Regions from separate parts of the Callithrix jacchus genome. Here region 2 is linked to region 1. A link is a contact called in public Hi-C data. All regions are on one chromosome and are shown on one strand. Each heading gives the region's core, a stretch centred on a gene start, on an enhancer-like site or on the middle of the called end of the contact. The rest is flanking DNA. Distances are from core to core; before and after follow the strand shown.

Evidence for each region. A called contact is a pair of places that touch in the nucleus more often than the background predicts.
Region 2: a Hi-C map of skeletal muscle shows a contact between it and region 1, with 3 times the contacts expected there. The contact joins the promoter of SLC25A28 here to the promoter of LOC128929323 in region 1. A contact is called at or near these places in 2 of 3 Hi-C or Micro-C datasets (induced pluripotent stem cells and skeletal muscle).

Annotation. Positions count from the first base shown.
Region 1 is chr12:92,383,839-92,388,485 of calJac240_pri, forward strand. It overlaps LOC128929323, which reads left to right and starts at 2,512. Exons shown (of 4, transcript XM_078346860.1): 1 at 2,512-2,555; 2 at 2,700-3,067. The coding sequence starts at 2,512. It overlaps GOT1 (glutamic-oxaloacetic transaminase 1), which reads right to left and starts at 2,446. Exons shown (of 9, transcript XM_002756511.6): 1 at 2,270-2,446. The coding sequence starts at 2,387.
Region 2 is chr12:92,577,548-92,581,833 of calJac240_pri, forward strand. It overlaps SLC25A28 (solute carrier family 25 member 28), which reads right to left and starts at 2,662. Exons shown (of 4, transcript XM_078346240.1): 1 at 1,552-2,662.

The DNA of each region.
Region 1 (4,647 bases), core at 1,262-3,761:
GTGTCAAATGACCTAGGGCAAACTGCTTCATCTCTTCAGTCTTCAGCTCCCTTGCCTCTGAACAATAATAGTAATAAACCCCCCTCCAGAGTTGTGAGCATTAAATGAGATTACATGTATAAACCATTTGCTCATGGTAAGGAACTGATGTTCCTGGAAAACAGAAAAAGGCAACATCACAGCTGAGGTAATAACTATAATCCCCAGTCCATAGCTTCTGGCCTCTGCTGTCAGGGTGCTTTTTCTCTGCATGAGCAGTTTATTTATAACCCAGTGTCATAAATTAGTTCATTTTGCAGTTCTTGAGCTTCAAATTTTTATTCAACATCTTTTATGAGAATGACTCCAAGAAATGCCAAAACAACAACACTAATAGCTAACACTTACATAAATCCTACTTATGTGCCAGACACAGCTCTAAACACTTCAAATGTACTTAATCCTCACAGAAACTCTGTAAGATAGTGCAAAGGTAATTGAGTTAATTAAATCTGACATTTTTTTGTGTTTTTTTTTTTCTTTTTTTCTTGAGACTGAGTCTCACTCTGTCACCCAGGATGGAGTACAATGACGGGATTTTGGCTCACTGCAACCACCGCCTCCCAGGTTCAAGCAGTTCTCCTGCCTCAGCCTCCCGAGTAGCTGGGACTACAGGTGTGCACCACCATGCCTGGCTAATTTTTGTATTTTTAGTAAAGATGGGGTTTCACCATGTAAGCCAGGCTGGTCTCAAACTCCTGACTTCAGGTGATGCACCCACCATGGCCTCCTAAAGTGCTGGGATTACAGGTTTGAGCCACCATGCCCAGCCAAATCTGATGTTTTAAAATAATGTATTTAGATTGACAGTGATACTAGTTCTTTGTATATATCTGGCTGCAAAGAAATACTTGGAAGTTTTGGACTGGATTTAAATTAAGAGACCAAATGGTGTCCATTCAAATTCAATTTGAGGCAATCTTTCAATATTTCTAACTCTGCTGCCTGCTAAAAACATCCTTTTCCCTCAGTGGGTCAAACTATGTAGTACTGATTGATTTTAAGAGCTTTATTATGAAAAATGTCAAATCTTTACAAAAGCTGAGAATAATATAACATATGCCCATATACCCATCACCCAGCTTCAACAACTTACCAGCTTCAACAAACCATCACTTTTTAATAGATTTTTCCTTATCCTTCCCCATACTCCTTAGTGGAGACCTTTTTCTTTTTTCTTAACAAATGCTATGCACTGACAAAACATTATCTATGAGAAACCTGATACTGAATGTCCTTCATGTCACACTCTGCTACAAAATGATTCCATCTTCTCTTTCCACAATTTCTAGACCTTTTATTCTAAGTCTGTTCCCCAGCATAAGACTTGATCTTTCATGTCTCTGGCTGATCTTTGAACGTGGCAGTATCCAAATGCAGAAAGTGTCTATGGGGCTTCAAACATCCAAATGACACTGAGAGGAATAATAAATTCATCAGAGAGGGTTGGGGTGAAAGAAATTTAAGAGGCACTCCAATACAAATCTCATTCTTATCAGAAGGGGAAACTGAGGCACATGCTCTGAGCTGTACAAGGTCCAGATGGGAATCACTTCAATCAAGAAATGAAGACAGGATGTGTGGAAAGTAAGCTTCTACTATCCGTATTTCTCTCCACTCCTTTCCACCATCTCTACCCTTTCCTACCACATCTGTGAGGGCCAGAACCATCTTCCCAGACCCGCCCGCGCCCACACGCCGGGGGCAGCATTAACCTGTCTCAAAGCATTGTGTAACACCAGCAGATTTTTTAATCCTTAAGGGCAAAATCAAGCCTCAGTCTCCTCCGACCAAAGCTTAATAAGGTACCTGATTGATACTCTGTGGTCACTCAAATATTTACCGACCCAGAACAGAACTTCCTTTCCCAGCAACCAGAACCCTAAACCTATCCGCCTTCTTATTTTTCTCCCTTTCTCTACAAGCTCCGGCAGCCCCATTTATATAGTATAAAGAACACAGAATGGGAAATCAGAAAGACTGAGTTTGTGTCTTGGCTGCTACCCTGGTTTGTGCGGCCTTGGACACATCTCCTCTTTCCAGGGACTCCACACCCACATCTATAAAATGGGTAGGTTTTAGGAAGCCTTTGTGGATCCTCCCTCCTCTCCTGCACCGCCCTCTCTAGGCAGCGCCACGCTGGCCTCAGCTTCTCCCCCAGTCTCCACGACCCTCGTAGGGTCCGCTCCACTTCCCGAGCTCCTCACACTCCAGGGCACTGCGTCCTTACCTCCCACTCCCAGGTTGACCTTGCGGGGGTCCGGATCCTCCCGGAAGTCGGCAGTGAGCTTGAAGACCAGGACAGGCTGGGCCTGCGGAACCTCGGCAAAGACTGATGGAGACGCCATATCGAGAGAGCAGAAATCGAGAGGTTTCACCGCGCACCCAAAGCTGCCAGGTCAGGTCTGGCCTCTGCGACTGGAGGAGACTCTCACCTTCACCTAGCCGGCGGGGGCGGGCCCGCGGCCTCCAATGGTCGAGCCGCGTCCAGAGCTTGGCAACGCGATTAACCAATCGTCAGCTTCTGACGAAGAAAAGACAGGAGGGAGGGAAAGCTATTAGCCAATCCAAGGAAATAATCTTATCGGCGGCCGTGAAGGATGCAACCAATGCAATTTACACCGGCTGCGGCGTGGGCGGGGACTACGATTGATTGGCAGGGTGTTCTCCTATCGCAGAGGCTATTATTCCTTGGGTCTGCCGACTGAGGGGAGGAGCCGAACGAGCCGGGGTAGTCCCAGAGAGGCCGCCTCTTTGACCTTCGAGGGTCCGGAGGATTCAGGGAGGTGGCCGGAGGCGGTTCCCGAGGACAGGTCTTCGTGTTCCTGCCGAGCAGTTGACGCTGCCAGGCTCGACCTGGCGGCCCCGGGCTGGCAGCCAAATCCCCAGCGTCTGTGCTCGGGACGCGAGTGTTCGGCCGGGACGTGCAGCTCCGGAGCCCGCGCTGGCGACCTTGACCACCTTGGTCGGCTGTTTCCCCCGGAGGGAAATGTGGCTGTGCTGCCAGCCTTGGTCTCTGGCAGGGAAGGTCCTACCAACAGGGAGGGGTGCCCACGAGTTCCTTTCTGCCGCTCTTCTATTAATAGTTTGAGATTTTCCTTCCCGGTTCCTTGCAGAGAGGCCTGGTGCTTAAGGACCTTTGGGATCTGGGCGCTGCGTCCCTTCCCAGCTTCTTCCTGCTCGCAGCGGACCAGATCTTGCTGTGGGCAGCTGGCTGGTACCCAAAGTGCCTCTTCGTCAGGCGGTTCCTTCCCCGTTAGAGTCCTTCCTCCCCAGAACCCTTCTCCATCTGTTGACCTTCAAGATCCAGAGCGAATGCCACTTCATCCATGAAGCCTTCCCTTAACCCTTATTCTGGTCAAAATGTCTCTTTTCTGTGCTTCTGTATTTTAACAATGTTAGAAAATGTCTTTGTGGTTAAGAACCTAGCTCCAGGAGCAGACTATCTAGGTTTAGATTCTGGCTGCCGCTTACGAACTTGGACAGGTTTAGTCACGTTATGTTAACCTCTCCCTGGAGGTTCCTGCTCTGTGGAAGTAACAGTATGTCCTCAGGGTTGTTGTGAGGATTTTGTGAGTTAATACATAGACGAAGTGGTTAGTTGCATATTAGAAGCACTCTCTAAATGTCAGCTATTGTTGTCATTGCATATCTGCCACATCCTTCATAGATAGCGAACTATTTTTTTTTTTAACTTTTAGGTTCAGGGGTGCATGTACAGATTTGTTTTATAGGTAAATTGCATATCATGGTGGGGGAGGGGTTGGCATACAAATTATTTTGTCACCCAGATAGTAAGTATAGTACTTGGCAGGTTTTTTTTCTGATCCTCTCCCTCCTCCCACCCTCTACCCGCAAGTAGGTCTGTTGTTCTCTTGTGTCCATGTGTTCTCAGTGTTTAGCTCCCATTTATAAGGCAGAACATGGGATATTTTGTTTTCTCTTTCGAATTAGTTCACTTAGGATAATGCCCTCTACCTCCATCCATGTTGCTACAAAAGACATGCTCTCTTTCTTTTTTATGGTTGCATAGTATTCTGTGGTGTATATGTACCATATTTTCTTTATCCAGTTTGCTGGTAATGGGAATTTAGGTTGATTCCATGTCTTTACAATTGTGAATAGTGCTGCCATGAACATACAAGTACATGTGTCTTTATGGTAGAACGATTTATATTCTTTTGGGTATAGACCCAATACTGGGATTAATGGGTCGAATGGTAATTCTGTTTTAAGTTCTTTGAGAAATCGCTATACTGCTTTCCACGTTACTGAAATAATTTACGTTCCCACTAGCATTGTATAAGCATTCCCCTTTCCCCACAACCTCACCAGCATCTATTATTTCTTGACTTTTTAATAATACCCATTCTGACTAGTGTAAAATGGTATCTCATTATAGTTTTGATTTGCATTTCTCTAGTGATGCTGAGTATTTTATATGCTTGTTGGCCATGTAGCTTCTTTTGGCTAGGGACCTGTAAGTCTCCCTACATTTCTTCTATTTACCAAGCCTTCAACAAATGGTAGAAGAAAGAGTCAATTCTCTTGACATTTCAGAAGGAAACAATATCACAGCGTCTATTCATTGGATAATACTATAAATCT
Region 2 (4,286 bases), core at 1,412-3,911, 190 kb after region 1:
CCCCTCTACTTTACTTATCCCTCAATTCAGTCCTCACCTTTAGTGGCTGGCACCTTTACTAATGTATAAGACTGTAAAGAACAATCATCTGTTTCTTTCTTCACCCAGTTTTCTTCAGAAGGACCTGATGACTTCTGTACATATGAATCATCCTGCTTGGTTGTGAATGCCATTTACTTTCACATGGACTGTGTCCTCTTGTTGATCCCATTCCATTTTCTTCATACTTACATCTACTTTCTAAAACTGTCGCTTCTTGCTAGGCAATTTCTCCCTTTTTGTCAACTTCAGGTGGCCAAAGAAATACGCTATCAGTTTCATCTCTCTTGTTTGGAGGCTGATGTGCTCCCTGCACATACAGTCCTAATCCCAGCTCAATTTTCATGTTCAGGAAATAGGTGGGGTATCATGCTTGCTTCACAGGGAAACTGAAACCTTTTCCTGAATACAATCTTTCCCATATTACTTCCAGTCTGGAACTCTGCATTCTCACTGCACAATGATTTCCAATCACTCATGTGTTAAGATTTAACATGTAAGTCCTTTATCTAGCTGAGAGATCCCAGATTCGGGTTCCGGCCCCGTCAGTAAGGAAAGATACAGTAAGGAGTTTGTAAAAGCACTAGCCCAGAAAACATCTCAAGTCATTAAATCCAATTCAGGGTCTGGTTCATGCCAGCTGGCTTCACCTTAATCGAGTTAGTAGCACTTACCTGAGCTTCGGGACACCCCATCCCACCCTATTCCTGTTAGGTCCCAGGTGGGGTCCAGAGCTTTGGCTGACAGGTTTTCGATCCTGAGTTCCGATTCAGATTTCACTGACGGTTAGAAACAGGTCCTGGTTCCTGACTGGGATCAACTCCCAGCTGGGACCTTGCTTGAATGGAGTGTCGGTTCGAATCGTGTGGTAGTGGCAGGAGCCAGAAAAGAACCCATGTCGGCTCCGGCTCTCAGCCGGGATCCTGGCTCCGGACAAGACCCAGGGTTCGGGTCAGCCCCAGGTCGGGTTCGAAGCCCAGTGCAGGTCTCACCTTGACGCAGTCGATGGGGTACATCACGCAGTGCTCCAGGATCCCTGCTACGGCGCCCGCCACCATGTGCGTGGTGACAGTGGCTCCAGCCGGCAGCGCCTCGTAGTCCGGGCCGGTGTCCGGATCTTGTCGTACCGGGGGCCTGCAGGCCCCGGCCTCCCCGCCGCCGGCCCCCCGGCCCACGCCCCGCTGCAGCCACCCGTCCAGCAGCGCCGACTCCCCGGGGCTCCGCCCGGGCCCTGCCGCCGGCCCCCCCGCCACACCACCAGCACCCCGCCCCTCCAACTCCATCCACCCGGGCCAGCTGCGGCGCCCACCCCCGCCGCCGCTGCCACCACTGCTGCCGCCGCCCCCCAGCCCCGTAGTGTTCGCCTCAGGCGCGGCCCAGAGAGCCCGGGGCCTCCGGCTCCCGCTTGGCCCCGCGGACACGCCCCTCAACCAACCATTGGTGCAGACGCTAAGTTAGGCCCACCCCTTTCACTACGTAAAAAAAATCAGCCTGTACTATTAGCGAAGTCACCTGTCATTCCTCCGCCCTGAGGTGTTGCTAGCACCTAGATCCCACCCCTTCCCCTTTGATCTTGGAAGCTTCTTGTTTATTGGTCATTGATTGGCCGACATGTGCGATCAACCCGCCTCTGACTTTTTAGAAGGGCGGGAGAAACTTAAGGCTGAACTTTGATAGGCTCAACCACTCTTGATACTTTGACCGCAGCCATTGGCCAGCACCACGTCGGTTCCCGATTGGCTACAGAAAGAACGAAGCGCCCATGGACTCTAGGGGCCGACTTTGGGCCCCTCACTGGAGACTGCGGAGCTGCGTTCCCGGGCGCTGGATCGCGTTGGGGGCGGGGCGGTGGCAGGCCTTCACGTCAAACCGCTGACGATTGCCGTTACGACCCGCGCTTGAGTGCGCGCCCCAAATTCTGAGACGCATGTCTGGAGAGCTGACGGCCCTGGCCCCGAGAGGCCGTGTTCCCGCGGGATCTCTTCGCGGGCGTGAGGCGGAGTCGGCCTGCGCCGGTCATCCTCTGGCGCGACCCGCAGCCTGTCCGGGAAGCCGTTGCGACATGCGAGCGGGGAACTGCCTCACCGTCCGGGGGTACCGCGACGGCCCGTTAGACTCTGGTCGGGTTTGGAGTGTTGGGGTCTCGGGCCGGACCCAGAGCTCCTTAGGTCCCAACGCCCGGCACTGAGCCTCGCATCCAAAGTCGCCCAGTAAACCCAGCAAGTGTTGAATGAATGAGGTCCCTCAGGTCCCGGCTGTCACTGGGCTCTGCGCCAGGCCGAGAGCCGGAGACGAGACGGGAAGACGTAGAAATGGGCGGAATGATTCAGAGATGACTGCCGGTGTTGAGGCGGGGGCTGGAGGCCGCGTCCCAAAGGCAGCAGGGAGGTGCAGCGGCTCTGTGGAAGCTCGGAGGCACGGCCTGGCCAAGCCTGAAGTATCAGCATCCTGTCCCTGAACCGGCGCGCTGATGGGTCCCCCGCCTGGTGATGAAGCCCTCTCCTACCCTCGGGTCAGCCCGGGTCCTGTGAGGCAAGGCCAGCGATTACCAGGCTTCAGGACTCCCTGCACTAGGGAGCACGGGCTCCTTCTTCCGTCTCCCCCGAGCGTGTTGGCACAAGCCGCCCGCGGTTTCCAGCTCTTGTCTTCTCTGTTTTACCCAGATGATGCAACGATGGACTTCTCCATCTGTTTATAGCTTTTCCTTAGATAGGAAAGAGGTTTTCCTTTTTTCCCCCTAAAGTTTAGCCCTTGTGTGGGCTTCTTTTTTTAAAAACTTTTTGTACTCTTCAGCAGTGGTTATTAACCTTTAGGTCGCGACCATTTGGAAAATAATAAAGCTACAAATTCTCTTCTATTTCCACCTCCCATTCCCCGTGTGCACACAAAAATCTGCATATCATTTCTGTGTTTCAGAGACCCTGAAGGTGCTGTGTGGATACCCTAAGGGTCCATTAACCTAGCTAACCTCTCTGCCTGGTGCAGTGGCTCATGCCTGTAACCCCAGCACTTTGGGAGGCCGAGGTGGGCCAATTGCTTGAGCTCAGGAGTTCGAGACCAGCCTGGACAACATGGCAGAACCCCATCTCTACAAAATAATAATAAACACAAAAAAGTACAAAAATTCAAAAATTAGCTGGGTATAGTGGTGTGTACCTGTAGTCTCAGCTACTTGGGGGAGGATTGCTTGTGCCAGGGAGTTCGAGGCTGCAGTGAGCATGTTCATGCCCCTACACTCCAGCCTGAGTGACAAAGCAAGACTGTCTCAAAAACTTTTCGAAAAGAACTCCTCCTCCACAGCATGTTCAGTCTCTCCTCTAGCATATTTAGCTTGAGAAATGAATAGGTGTCACAAAAACCCATTCAATCCTGCTAGAGTACTAATTCCCTTTACTGCCAGATTGCTCCAGTAATGACCTACCCACCTCTAGGTCCTTTCTCTCCTTAAGCTCTTTACATTTCTTACTCCTTTATTCATTGGTCATAAATACCTTTCCAAATCCAACGGTTTTTTTTCCTATTCTCATTTTCCTTAACAGAGATAATACTTGCCCCCACCCCCACTGGGCTCCCTATTGACCCACCCCCTCATTGAAACGTTTTCCTAGCTTCAGAAACCACTCTGTTCTACCTTTAAGACTTCTCAGTTGCTTACACTTCTCTAGCCATTGAAGTGGAACATTCCTAAGAGTTTAGTGCTTCTTAGTCATCTTTAATACCTTGGAGAACTTTGCCATTCCAAACCAGTTGCCCTCATTGGAACCCTATATTTCCATTATTGCATACTTTTAACTTTCAGTAATGTTTGAGTACCAACTTGAAGCTGGGATACAGGACAGACAGAGTCCGTGTTCTCATGATGGGGGTGGGAGGTGGGACAGAGAAAAACACAAAAAATGTCAAATAGCTCTAGATGCTGTACTGATCTTTGAAATAGGGTGGTATGATATAGTGTGACTAGGTGGCTACATGGTTATGGCCAAGGAAGGCCTTTCTAAGGAGGTTGACATGTATGGTGAGTTCTGAATGACAGGCAGGAGCCAGTTATTGACAGACTTGGTGAAGGGCATGCCAGCAGAAGAAGCAGTAGGTACAACAATCCTAAGGTGAGAACAAGGTTGGTGCATGAGGAACGGAAAGAAGGCCAGTGTGACTGGAGCATGGGGAGTGAGGGGGAAGGGGATAAACATGCGGTTGGAAAGATAAGGGGTGAATATCCACCTTAATTTCCGACTCAGCATTACCAT